Linked DNA regions of Rattus norvegicus: region 1 is linked to region 2. Evidence: chromatin contacts called from public Hi-C data. All regions are on one chromosome and are shown on one strand. The core of a region is the stretch at or near the end of the contact, and the rest is flanking DNA. Distances in the headings are between cores, read along the strand shown.

Region 1 (6,055 bases), core at 1,704-4,203, 75 kb before region 2:
TGGGAAAGATGCCTCCAAGCCCCAGAACATATGGAACAGACCCTCTCTAGAACCCATACCAACCCCCACTCAGCCCTATCAGTACTCAGCTCTGGCAGTGAGCTGGAGCAGACCACCCATTGACTGGTAAAGCAGCTTGTCCTAGTATTGATGAGATTAGCCAGGACCAAAAGCGATCATTTTTAAAAAATCCTTAACCTTTTGAAGACTGCTTTGCACCATAAACGACCCATCCTCTCACCCACCAGAGCTGCCACACCCCAAACCTCTAAAAGAATAATAACAAGAGAGGTTTTTTGAGGCAAGTAGTAGGACAACATACTAATTTCCTTCACAACTCCCCAACAGTCATTCAGAGGGAAAGTAGACCATTGCTATACAATGGCATCCCCTGGCCTGTAGCCCAGAGAGGTGAGCTTGTGTTGCCTACTTCTCGGTGAGTGGAAGTGTGATTCGGCTTCAGCACCAAACCGTATGGATACAAAGCCTCGCTCCATCTCTTACCAGCTGTGAGGCCTTAGGCAACCTTGACCGTCGGACTCCATCGTCAGCTTGACTAGATATGGAGATGCACCTAGAAGATGCCTCTCTGGGTGTGTCTGTGAGGGTGTTCGTTCCGTAGAGATTTACCTGAAGAGGATCCCCCTGCATGTGAGCAGCAACATCCCGTGATCTGGGATCCCAGACTGAAGAAAAAGTAGAAAGCGAGTGGAATCCCAACATGCATTTCTCTCTTCTTCCTCACTAAATGTAATAGAGCCAGCTGACTCCTGCACCCTCCGCTGTGAAGACTGTAGCCCCTCAAACGGTAAGCCAAGATAAGCCATGCCTGCCTTAAGTTGCTTTCTTTGTTGGGTATTTTATTACAGCAATGAGAAAAGTCGTATTTAACAAGTCGCTTGGCATGCATGTCAGAATTCGTATCAGTAAACCAGGGGACGTGATGCCACCTGTCACATACTGATCAAACGATGACAGAAAGAAGGCCCTCACAGTGCCTGGCACCAAGAAGGGATGTGGTAAAGGTTCACTGTTTGTTGAAGATGCACTTCATATGCCACATACTGAAGCTTATGCCTTACTCAACCCTGCCATCGAACCCCACAACTCTCCAGGGCAAGGTCTGTGTTTCTCATGATTCTGCCAAGCCACTCACTCTCGTTTCCCTAAGGGAAATCTTTTCTTGTCGGTGGCTATTACTGTCTGCAATCTTCCACTGAAAAATTGCTCCAGAATGGGTGCTTCCTAAGTGAGAGTTTTCTCCATTAGTTCGACAAAGGGGTAATGTAAGGGCAGGCCCTGACCCTCCATTACCAAGAAATCAACTGTAGAAGTGAGTCATCTCTCTCTTTCTCCCTCACCACTGGGCCAGGCATGGTGATTAATGAGAGCTCTTGAAGATTAATACACTTTCTTGTTTAAAATTTCAAAATTAAAGATCTTGGAATAGGAGTCCAGAGAGGGCATGGGGAGTAGAAGGAAGAAGGACAGACTCCTTGCTTAGTTACATTTGTTTTTCAGACCCCAACCCTTTCTGCCAAATTTTGGAGACTTGCCCTTGCCTGACCCTTCCCTATGCCAGTGGCTGTCTTTTTTGTTCATTTTCTCCTCAGTAATGACAAAGTGGTTATCATAGATCCTCAGAAGTTTTCAGGTTACCAAGTGGGAGAGAGTGGAGCGGTTGATTGTATTGGCTCAGGCCAGTGGTGGAAGACAAGAGGTAATGTGGGCCCAAGCAGCCATTGTGCCTCTTGTCACAGCATGAATGTTCAGGCTCTGCTCCGCCCATGAACTCTGGAGAAATCCGAGATCTCTTGGCTAGACTCTTCTTCAGGTCCAGCTTCTCAGAGCTCAGCGCCACCCCCAACACTCTAAGAAAGTGGGCAGTACCTTTCCCAAAATGAATTTCAAGACCAGCTACCAAGAGCCACCATTGGCCCCAGATGCCCATACCAGAGTCAAATCACCAGCACGAACGTGGCTGACGTTGACCAATCACTCTCTGTTATGAGAGACGGGCTGTTCTGGCTTCCATTTAGATCTGAGGCCAGAAGCATTTAAAAGCAGGTCTTACTTTTCTGGTTTACAAAAATGAAGGAGCTGAGTCCAAGCAAGCTTGAAATCTCATGAACGGTTGCACAGCTTGTCTGTGGTGGGACCCTGAAGCCAGGTCTTTATCTTTGACCTTACAGAAAATGAAAGGAGAGAAAGGGAACTCTCGGAAGCAGAGGAGTGCTGGAAGCAGGGGAGCCCCACAAACGGGACTGCAAGCGAGGATCAGGTTCTAGTGCTTCTTTAACACCTGGCAAGCCACTGTTAGTCTCAGGTGGCCTCTCCCAGCCCACTTTGGCAGATGAGGTCCTCTAGACAAAAAAAGCCTCCTTATGTCAGAGGCCATGGGCAGTCCTTTCTAACCCCTCGGTGGTGAGTGTCGGGTCCTGTTGGTGAGCTTCAAGTGTTTGTCCACCCATGGGATTCTTCTTCCATAAACCAGCTACATCTTCCCTGGGCGATGAGGAGACACCTTGTTCTCGTGATGGTACAGTTGGTCTCCCTCTGCTTGCTCATTCTCTTAACAAGTGTGGCATCCGTGCGAGTAAACCTAATTTTGCAAAGAAGAAAACTCACCAACTAACTCAAGGTGTCAGAAATGCTGTTGAAACAAGTCTAGGGAGAAAGCCCAGACAATGGCTTTCTGGGAACCTAGTAGGGTCTAAGGAGATGCTAACATTAGTTCTGCTTGTCTGCATCGGGGCACAGATCCTGCGGTCCTGAAATTCTCTAATGCCTTGCCTTGTGAACTGTTTCCTATGAGGGCTTTCTGCCTCTGATTAGATTATTAACTCCCAAGAGTGGCAAAGCTGAACAGGAACAATGTCTTGCAATAATCTGGTCACATCCTGTCATACTGGGCATGGAGACTTCAACACACCAGGGTGGGAAGATACGGCTCAAGCCATCACACAAGCCAAGGACCGTGTGACTCATAAGTCAACAAACTAGAGCTCCACAGTGGTAGCAAGGGACAGAACCCAAGAGCCGGAGCTGCCGGGAGTCCAGCTCAGGGATCCACAAGTGACAGCAGCTCTGCCTGCCACCGAGAGTCAGGAGCCACGCTTAGGTGTCCCCTGGCACTGAGAGTAAGTAGCCACCATCCACTTACCAGCTTCCGGGCAGTGCCTGCACCTCAGACTTGCACAACCATCTCGTCAATGAAAACCCATAAGCTTAAGGGAGGAAAAACTAAATAAAGAAAACCACATGCTCAAAAAGGAGTAACTGTACATTGTCTGTGGACAAAACCTCAAAAAATGCCGGGAAGTGCTGAGTCAGGACATTCTGCCCTGATAGCTTTTGTTGGAAACATTTAACATCTCAGCTCTATCTCTTCTTTCTCAGACAGATCTTCCTCAGAGGCACCCAGGTCCAACAATGCCGTTAGTCAGGACTTTGAGTTCCCAGAGAGCTCAGAGCTGAGCCAAAACAAACATACACCTAGAGAGAAGGGAAAGAGAGAAGATTAAACACAGAGTGAATTTCCTGCAGCCCACAACACCCTTCCAGCACCCCCAACCCCAGACTTGAGAGAAATCAATGAATTGCATGTTACACACCAACGTTTTACTGTCCTCTTGTCACCAAAATGAGTACTTTGATTGATCATTTCCCTTATGTAGAGATTGCCAAGAAGGTACATCACTGATGGTGGCTCTCACATCACAGGACAAGTTAAACAAAATACTGAACCACTTAGGGTGAGAGGATGTTTCAGTCAGTAAAGGGCTTGCTTTACTGACCTGAGGATCCACGTTGAATCCCAGGGACCTATGAGGGCTCTAGCTGGGGTAGAGGCAGAGATAGGCAGATCCCAGGACTTGCTGGCCAACCAATTTAGCTGAATTGATGAGCTCCAAGTTCGGTGAGAAACCCTGTTTCCAAAAAGTAAGGTAATAGAAGAAGATATTTAATGTGAAACTCTGGCCTACATGCATTTCTATGAGCACATATGCACACAAACACACACGCACACATGCACGCGCAAACACACACACACACACACACACACACACACATAGACTGAACTATTTGGTCATACGTGAGTGGCATGGTGGGATACATCTATAATTACAGTGTTTAGAAGCCTAAGACAGGAAGGTTGTGAGTTCAAGATCTACCTGGGCTACAAGTGGAGGCTCTATGTTTTAAAAGAAATTCAGAGAAGGATTGTATTATTGGGCCCTTAAAAGACCTCAAATACAGTAGCCGTAATTCAACTGTCCTCACACATCAGTCTTCCACTTGGAGTATCAGGTAACAGTCTTCCCGTGCCACTTGCTTCCATATGAAGGTGAGTTCCCTGAGTGTCCCCGCTATCCCCTCAGTTTGGTGTCTCACCAAAGTGGGATGCTGCCTTACCAAGATAGCAAGGAGGAATTGGGTTTGGTAGTCTACACAGGGAGGGAGGACTATAAGGGTGTTTCTAATGCTAAAGTCCTGTTTCCCAATTGGTTCTTGATCAATCGATAAAGATACCAGGACCAATGACTAAGGACAGGGTGGGACACTTAGAGTTTCAAGCGACGGCACAGGGAGGAGAGAATGGGGAGGAAGAAGGAGGCAGTAGCAGCAGGAGATAAAGCCATGTGAGTTTTCGGTTGAAGTAGCCAATGGCCACTCTATCTGATTATGTCTAGGATGGCAGGGGAGGTTTAGGAGTGCCCAGTCACTGAGTTAACGAAGACATTTTAAGATTAACTGGTGTGTATGGAACTGGTTGATGACCTATTTGCCATGTGCTTTCCTCAGTCAGAGATAAGAACAGTATTATTTTCAAAGCAGAGCAACAAATAGCAAAGAACTTAGAAGCGCATTCCCTCATCACCATGTTCATGCCCAAAGACGCAACTCCAAAAAGGAGATTCGCCAGCTTTCAGGTTGGCACCCGGCAAGCCTTAGTCTGGCAAAGTCCACCCTTGGTTCTTACATTAATCAATAAGCCAATTGTTCTCAAGCTCGCCATGAGAAATCATGTGTTCAGAACAAAAGAAAAGCTGGTGCCAGAGGTGTTCTTTGGCCACACAGTCGTCATGCTAGAACAAACAGTGTATCCATCATCCATATATGCTGACTTGGAAACAGCGTGTTAATTGACCAAACATGGTGAGGTCATCATCCCTGGACATAAGAGGAACAGGCTGAGCCAGGAGCCTTGGCTCTTTCCGATCGACAAATGTGAGCAGAACGTTTGACTGGAAATATGACCAAAGAGGCAGGACTCCCCATCAGCAAAGAGATCTGTGAGCACAGCACGGAAGCCACCAGCAATGGGACCATAGCACACAGGCTATGCTGCAGGCTTTACACAGGTGCAAAATAGTTTCCCTATGTCTCCTCTGGGATCGTTTCTAATGGATTCATTGCCTGAGAAAGAAAGGGACGGGGACGTGATGAGCACCTCCTCGTGTGCTTCTTCACGGTCTACAACCATCCCAACTCCTCAGACAGAGAGCATTGCAAACACGTGAACAAGTCGTCACCAAGAGCCAGTCATCAGATCAGCTCAGCACTTCTTTGGTTTAGAGCTAAGGAAGAAGAGAATTAGTTTGGTCCTGGCTTATATTTGAGCACAGTCTTCGACAGTCTAGCCCAACTAATGGATGCAGCCATCAACCATATATGCTGATTTGGAAACAGGATGCTAATTGACCAAACATGGTGAGGTCATCATCCCTGGACGTGACAGTGGAAGGAACAGTCTGAGTCAGAAACCTGGACCCTTGCTAATAGACAACTGTGAGCAGAAAGTTTCACTGGAGACACAGCCAAAGAGGCAGGACTGGACAGAAAGACGAGGGAACAAAGGAATTCGGTTTTTCCTCTTGCCGCAAGCTCTGGGAGAATACCCCAGAGTGGCCTCTGTTTGCTCCATAGCTTCCAGGATGCTCCAGCGAGTGTAAATTTCATGTTGGAAGTCAGCGGGCTTCCTGATATTAAAAAGTATTATAAGGGCTAGCAAGATGGCTCAGTGCAGGGCACATTCAAGATCTATACATTC
Region 2 (6,175 bases), core at 2,315-4,814:
TCTGTGAGTGTGACAGCTCTCCCAGACAGGTGGAACGACACAGTGCTTATCTTTCTATATCTGGCTTACTTCATTCCGCGAAATGTATTCAAGGTTGACTCACGCTGTAGCCTGCCTCAGATATCAGAATCCTACCCTTTTCTAAGGCTAATGTCCCATTGTATGCAAATGAAAGATTTGTTTATCCATTCCAACATCATCTACCCTGTTGGTGGACACTTGGGTTGCTTTTACCATACTCACCAATGCCCCTGTGTGTGCGAGTATAGGAATATCTGGCAAGACTCTAGTTTTAGTTGTGTGGGAGATATATATATGCCTTCCACATTATTTTAATGGTCTTTATGAAAAATTCCTTCATCTGTCAGGGAAAACCAGTCTCTCAGCCCACCATGTGTTTTAGCGAGAGCTGTCGCTAACAGGCTAGAGGAGGAAGTGAGCATCTAACACAGGCCTCTAGAGCGCAATGCAGGGGGTCTGTGCAGTGACAGAGGCCAAGCCGGCTGACTGGCACAGCATCCTCTTCTTCCTCCAGGGCTTTCTTCGTTTTAGAAATGTTTAAATGCCCAGGGACCTCTTTGAAGAGGAAGTTGTCTTGACCATGAGAACGTATGGTGTGAACTCGTGAACAGTCACTCACAGCAGCAGGGACAAAGACAGTCAAGAAGGGGGGTGTGGAGGGCTGGCTGGGGGAGGGGCGTGCTATGCCCCAGTGCTGGAGAAAGAACAGTTCCATACACAGAGAAGGGGGAAGAAGGGAAACAAAGAAATCAGTTCTGCAGCACCCTGAGGCAGAGGACCCCAAGAACCGCTGACATAGAAAAGCCATAATTACGACCACACTACACCCTCTAGTTTCCACAGGAACTCTAGTGAGAACCAAAAGTTTTTTTTTAAAGAAGCAATTCTCTCAAGAACCCAACTTCTGTTGGTATCAAATCGAACAGACACCGAGTCTCACAGGAACTCAGCCCACAGCTCCCAGAGCAGATTGCATCCCAACAGAAGAGTCATGCCAAAGACACAGACAGTGTGAAGGCTGCCTTAAGGCTGGGCTTGAGAGCGGAAGCTAAACGGAGACTCCAGGAGCTCTCTAGTTCAAGGAGGCTCAGAGCACCAAAGGAGAAGCCACTCCTGTGGAGAAGACAGACTACTCCCAAAAACCACCAGACCCTGTGATACGGACAAGACTCAGAAAAGACACTGCTTGGGTTCGTAACCACAAAACACTCCATAGCCCACTCCAGTTCAGTTACCCACACCCAAGTGAGCCCACCATTTTTGCCGGACTTCAGCAGACCCCTGTGTAAGGGAAGAAGACAGCTGTTGGAAGAACAAGGCCCTCTCTCCCAGCCTCTTGTGAGTCACTTTCTTCTAAGGTGGTTGTCCTCAAATTGAAGAGTAACCCCCAAAATCTTGCCAAGCCAGGGAGGACAGACACAATTAATTCACTTGAAAACTGTCTTTCAGGTACCTTCTTTTGAGTCGCTCACTCAGTGAATGGGCTCTGCCTCCACATGGAGCACAGGCGTCCACTCAGAACCACAGAGCTAGAATAAGGCCATTCTTCCCCTCAGGGGACTCAGGTCTAATAAAGAGATGAGGGACTGAAAGCAAGAGTGCGACAAGGTGGAGCTCAGTGGTGAAGCTCTTGCCTGGCCTGTGTAAGACCCTGGGTTTCAGGACCTCCCAACAAACCCAGGCAGACAGACAGACAGACTGATACACACGCACACACGCACGCACACACGCATGCACACACATGCACAGATGTGCGCGCATGTGCACACAGCACATACATAGAGACACGGCTTACAAAAGAACATTTGAAGTGAATTATCACATAGGAAACTTAAGAGCACGTCTGGAATGCAGGAAGAATATAAAATTCAAGCGATCAGGACCACTCACTAGGTTTACATTTGTTTGCTCTTGTTGGTGTAACGAATAGCTCAGAACAATGGCTTGAAACAATGTAACTTTAACAAAGGGAGGTCAGACGGCCAGAGTGGGTACTGGGGGCTAAAGTTGGGTAGTCGGAAGCCCTGCATTTCTTCTGGAGACTTCCACAGAGCCTGGTTCCTGCCCTCTCCAGTTGCTTGTTGCCTGGTTCCTTTGGCTCTGGTTTCCTTCCAGGATTAATATCACAGTGACCTCTGCTTCTGTCCTAACCCAGCTTCTACCTCTCTCCTGTCCTAACATTCCTACCTGGATCTTCCTCTGTGATTGCACTGGCCCATCCAGATAACAAACTCTATCTTCAAGATTCTTGTAAGGTGACAGGGCCTGGAGATCTTTGGGGCAGTAGTGAGAGACAGAGGTGTCAGGGGCAGTATTTTATCCTGTCAACTCCTTACAAGACTAAAAATTCTCTATGTGAATAAGTCATACTGTTCTTCTGTCATCTCTCTCTCTCTCTCTCTCTCTCTCTCTCTGTGTGTGTGTGTGTGTGTGTGTGTGTAAATGGAATAAATTATATTCCATTCAAACCCTTGTTAAAAATCATCTAGGTTACATAATAAAACCAGCATGAAGAAAACCAGCCCAACACTCAACCACCTTCTACAAAATCTATTCTCTTTGCAATTTCTGCTTTTCCCCCCTCACTCCCTGTGTGTTGATTTTTTTTTCATATTCTGGCCCATCTTTCTTCTCAGTAGATACTAGTGGGTCCTTTGGCTGACACAGATTGTCACCAACACACTAATTCACACTAGCCAATTTCACTATGTGAGCTACACAGAGGAAAGAATTCAGAATTACTGTTGGAAACTGCTTTTTTGGGCCTAAAAGGAGATGTGACGAGGGAGACAGCTCAGCGGGTAAAGAGTGTCAGCTTCTCAAGCGAGGGCCTGGGTTAGGATCCCAGCACCCTAACAAAAAGCTGAGCTTGACCCCACATACCTGTCATGTCAGTACTGTGGAGCATGGAGACAGAGGGATTACAGAGACTTGCAGGATACAAGCTGCCTCAAGGTTCCAGGAGAGACCTCAAGGGAGTAAGGTAGAGATTGCCAGGACTGAGCAACCAGCATCATCCTCGGGCCTCTGTGCACACACACACATAAGTACCCACCGAGTGAATATATGCCTCATATATACCACACTCACTCGCATATGTATTCAAACTTTAAACTTAAAACACTTATATGTCAAAAGTCTAGGTTCTTCTCTAGGGTTCATCATCCTAGCCGGAACCTAGGAGATCCTTTACCCAAGGTTAAGGGTTAGCAATGCTACAAACCAGTGCACACTATGTATGGCCTCTGGAGTTCGGATCTGAGTACTTTGTGCCAGAAGATGCTACTCGCTATCTTCTCTATCGCTCTTGTCTTTGATATTTAAAAAGAGGCCAGAGACTCCCTTTTAAATACACACTGATGAGGGCAAAACCAATTTCTGGTTTTGCTTCCTGGAAAACCCGTGATTGGAGTTCCACAAAGAACCCTTCCCGTTTGGGTGATGTTTGACTCTGGAACATAAACAAGTTTCGACTGGAGGACAGACAGTGTGTAATCAATACTCCTTGGCTCCTGTCCAGGCCTGTCACGCCTGGTGCTTACATCGCTGTTGCAGATACTGGGAGGGAAGATCGCACCGCATTTAAAAGCAGATCAACAGATGTAGGGGTGTCAGTGAGAGTCGGTTACACGGCTGATGAAAGTCTTTGTGAATCTCAAATAATGACAATATGGCAACCCTCTATACGCTGGCAGATGGCCTCAGCCCCCGACCCTGCCAGGAAACCCAAAGCCAACCTTTCTCCCTCCCTCGGAACCTCATATTCCAGTCTCCATCATGCCTCTGCTGCTCTTCGTTGCCCTCAGCTTTCCAGTCCATGGTTTAGAAACTCCCTATGAACCGGTCATACTGGAGGTTTCCCCTAGGCCCGCTGACTCCCAGCCGCCTCCTGCCTCAACACCATTCCTCGTGTTTCCCGGCTCCATCCCTCTGAGGCCCTGTTCTCTAGGCCTAGATGGCAGCTCCTTCCTGATTCGCCTGGTGAATGCCTAATTAGCCCTCCAGAAAACCTCAATAAGCTCCCTCTTGTGTGACAAGAACTGTGGCCTCCCCTCCCACAAGGCTCTTAACACACAGTGTTGGCTCGGTGTCCCCCCACCCCCCTCCTTTGCAAGCTCCCAGACTGAGAGCTCTTTCCCAGCACAGGGAGCGCCTTTCATCTCCCGCCCCTCTGCACTTAGCTCTTAGTAGACACTGATAAACATTGGCTGAGTGATTGAAAGAATCTTCAGGTCCTTCTTCTGGGAAAGAAAGAGAAACGGCCCATCACTCTGCTGCCTTCTGAACTGTGGGCAGTCACCACCCGCTTCACTTTCTCACCAACTTTCTAGTGGCCTGGCTGCCCACCGAACCCTGTCCCTAATCCAGCCACGGCAATGCTGGCTTGTTTCCTGACCACTGAGCCTCCCCCACAGCAGCCCCTGATAGTCCGACATGGCAGTCCTCCGTGCTGCCGCCGTCTCTGGTTTTACTGAGGTGACTTCTCTGCCTCTTTTTCCACCTCCTCAGTGTTCTCGCTTCCCAAGTACTTGACTTTAGTAGGGTACAAGGTCCGGGCCTCTCCCCCAGAAGCTCACTGCAGGAACTACACAATGCTTACAACAACCTCCCAAGGTCAGTCTCTACAAACAGGACTGTCACCAGATGAGCTGATGTGGGCCAGGCACTCAGCATGCAGACAGTTGTCATACACTAGCAAAGGTATCTCTCAGCTGGCCACCTCTGTGCCCTCCCATTTTCCTCCCCTTAAATTCACTCTCCATTCTGACGCTACCGTAATATCCCAAAAAGAATGCTGGTGCCAAAAAAAACCGAAGTCTTCAGAATGCCTTAGCTGGGCGTGGCATACGCCTTTAATCCCAGCACTGGGGAGGCAGAAGCAGGCAGATCTCTGAGTTCCAGGCCAGCCTGGTCTACAGAGCAAGTTCCAGGACAACCGGGACTACACAGAGAAAGCCTACATCCAAAGAAAACCCTCCAATTACAGAGGGCCACACAGAGAAACTCTGTCTTAAAAAAAAAAAAAAAAAAAAAAAAAAGCGAAACTCCCACTATCATCCAGTTCTTCAACTTCAAGTTTAATTTCTCTGGGAATAGGTTCGGGTTTTCATAATACAGTGTCCACTGTATAAGGAAGCAATGCTACATTTTGTGCTGTCTCAGTATCTCACCTACAAATCATGCCTGTATATTGCCCACATTTTGTTTTGTGCGGAACTGTATTACCCAGTTGTCTGTTGTTCTGGGCTTTCACACGGGACCAACAGGACTGCCTTGTTATGACATTAAATACAGAGTTGACCACCCCTCACAGCTTTAGAAGGTAGACACAGAACAGAAAAACAAATTGTCATAAAGACCTTCCTTCTGAGATCTAGCCCTGTTTGATTATCTTGTTTGCTTTTGTTGTTTGTTTGCTGTGGGTTTTTGTTTTTGTTGTTGTTGTGGCTGTTGTTTGGTTGTTTGGTTTGGTCTGGTTGGCTTCTTTGGCTTTTTGTTTTGTTTTGTTTTGCTTTGAGGTCAGCTCTCCTTATAACACTCAAGCTAGCCTTGAACTTGCCTTAGCCAGCAGAGGGCTGGGACAACAAGCGTATGCCACCACACTAAGCAGCCCTGTTCCTTTTAAATAAAGTACGTGTCCCCATAATTCCGAGAGCTCCAGGAAAACCTTTCTGCCTGTTCTATATCTGAAAATGCTACATTCCAGGAGAAATAAAAGCCTCCCTGGCTCCGTGTCCAGGAAGAGAACGAGAGTCCAGATACCTCCAAGTCTTTCTGTTCCTTCACACCTCCGATGTCTTAATGATCCCTTGCCTTTAGTTTTATAGACACATGCGTACTGATAATACCTGTCATCGAAGGCATACACACATGCACACACAGTAAGGCGGGCAATTAATCATGATCTCCCCCAAGACCTTATTTTACAGTCAGGAGCCAATTGTCAGCACACATGTTCCTAAATAAACTGACACACGCACCAGCTAACAGATTAATTCACGTGGAGAAGGCACCGTGGGAAGAAAACCAGTGTTCCCAGATTGCTCAAGCAGGTGCTTTCCCTATTAACATAAGGATCAGTGCTCCCAGCTCTAACCCCCTGGGAACCCTGCCTACTGCAGTTGATGCTAGGACAGTTCTGCAAACTGAGAAT

Evidence for each region. Hi-C and Micro-C count contacts between places; a contact is called where the count stands out from the background.
Region 1: a contact with region 2 is called in a Hi-C map of liver, with 2.1 times the contacts expected there. The contact joins two enhancer-like sites. A contact is called at or near these places in 4 of 12 Hi-C or Micro-C datasets (kidney, liver and mammary epithelial cells).

Annotation. Positions count from the first base shown.
Region 1 is chr2:30,573,374-30,579,428 of GRCr8, reverse strand. It overlaps LOC102550768 (a long non-coding RNA gene), which reads right to left. Exons shown (of 7, transcript XR_001836540.3): 3 at 3,798-3,929; 4 at 3,164-3,495; 5 at 505-2,602. Among named protein-coding and RNA genes, the nearest start is that of Enc1, 290 kb to the right of the region's middle. Within about 2 kb of position 2,953, at least 8 of the 93 cell types and tissues checked have an H3K27ac peak or open chromatin away from gene starts, as enhancers often do. A contact at or near this core is called in liver, where this site is marked.
Region 2 is chr2:30,499,185-30,505,359 of GRCr8, reverse strand. All of the region lies in intron 1 of LOC134485824 (a long non-coding RNA gene), which reads right to left. Among named protein-coding and RNA genes, the nearest start is that of Enc1, 220 kb to the right of the region's middle. Within about 2 kb of position 3,564, at least 14 of the 93 cell types and tissues checked have an H3K27ac peak or open chromatin away from gene starts, as enhancers often do. A contact at or near this core is called in liver, where this site is marked.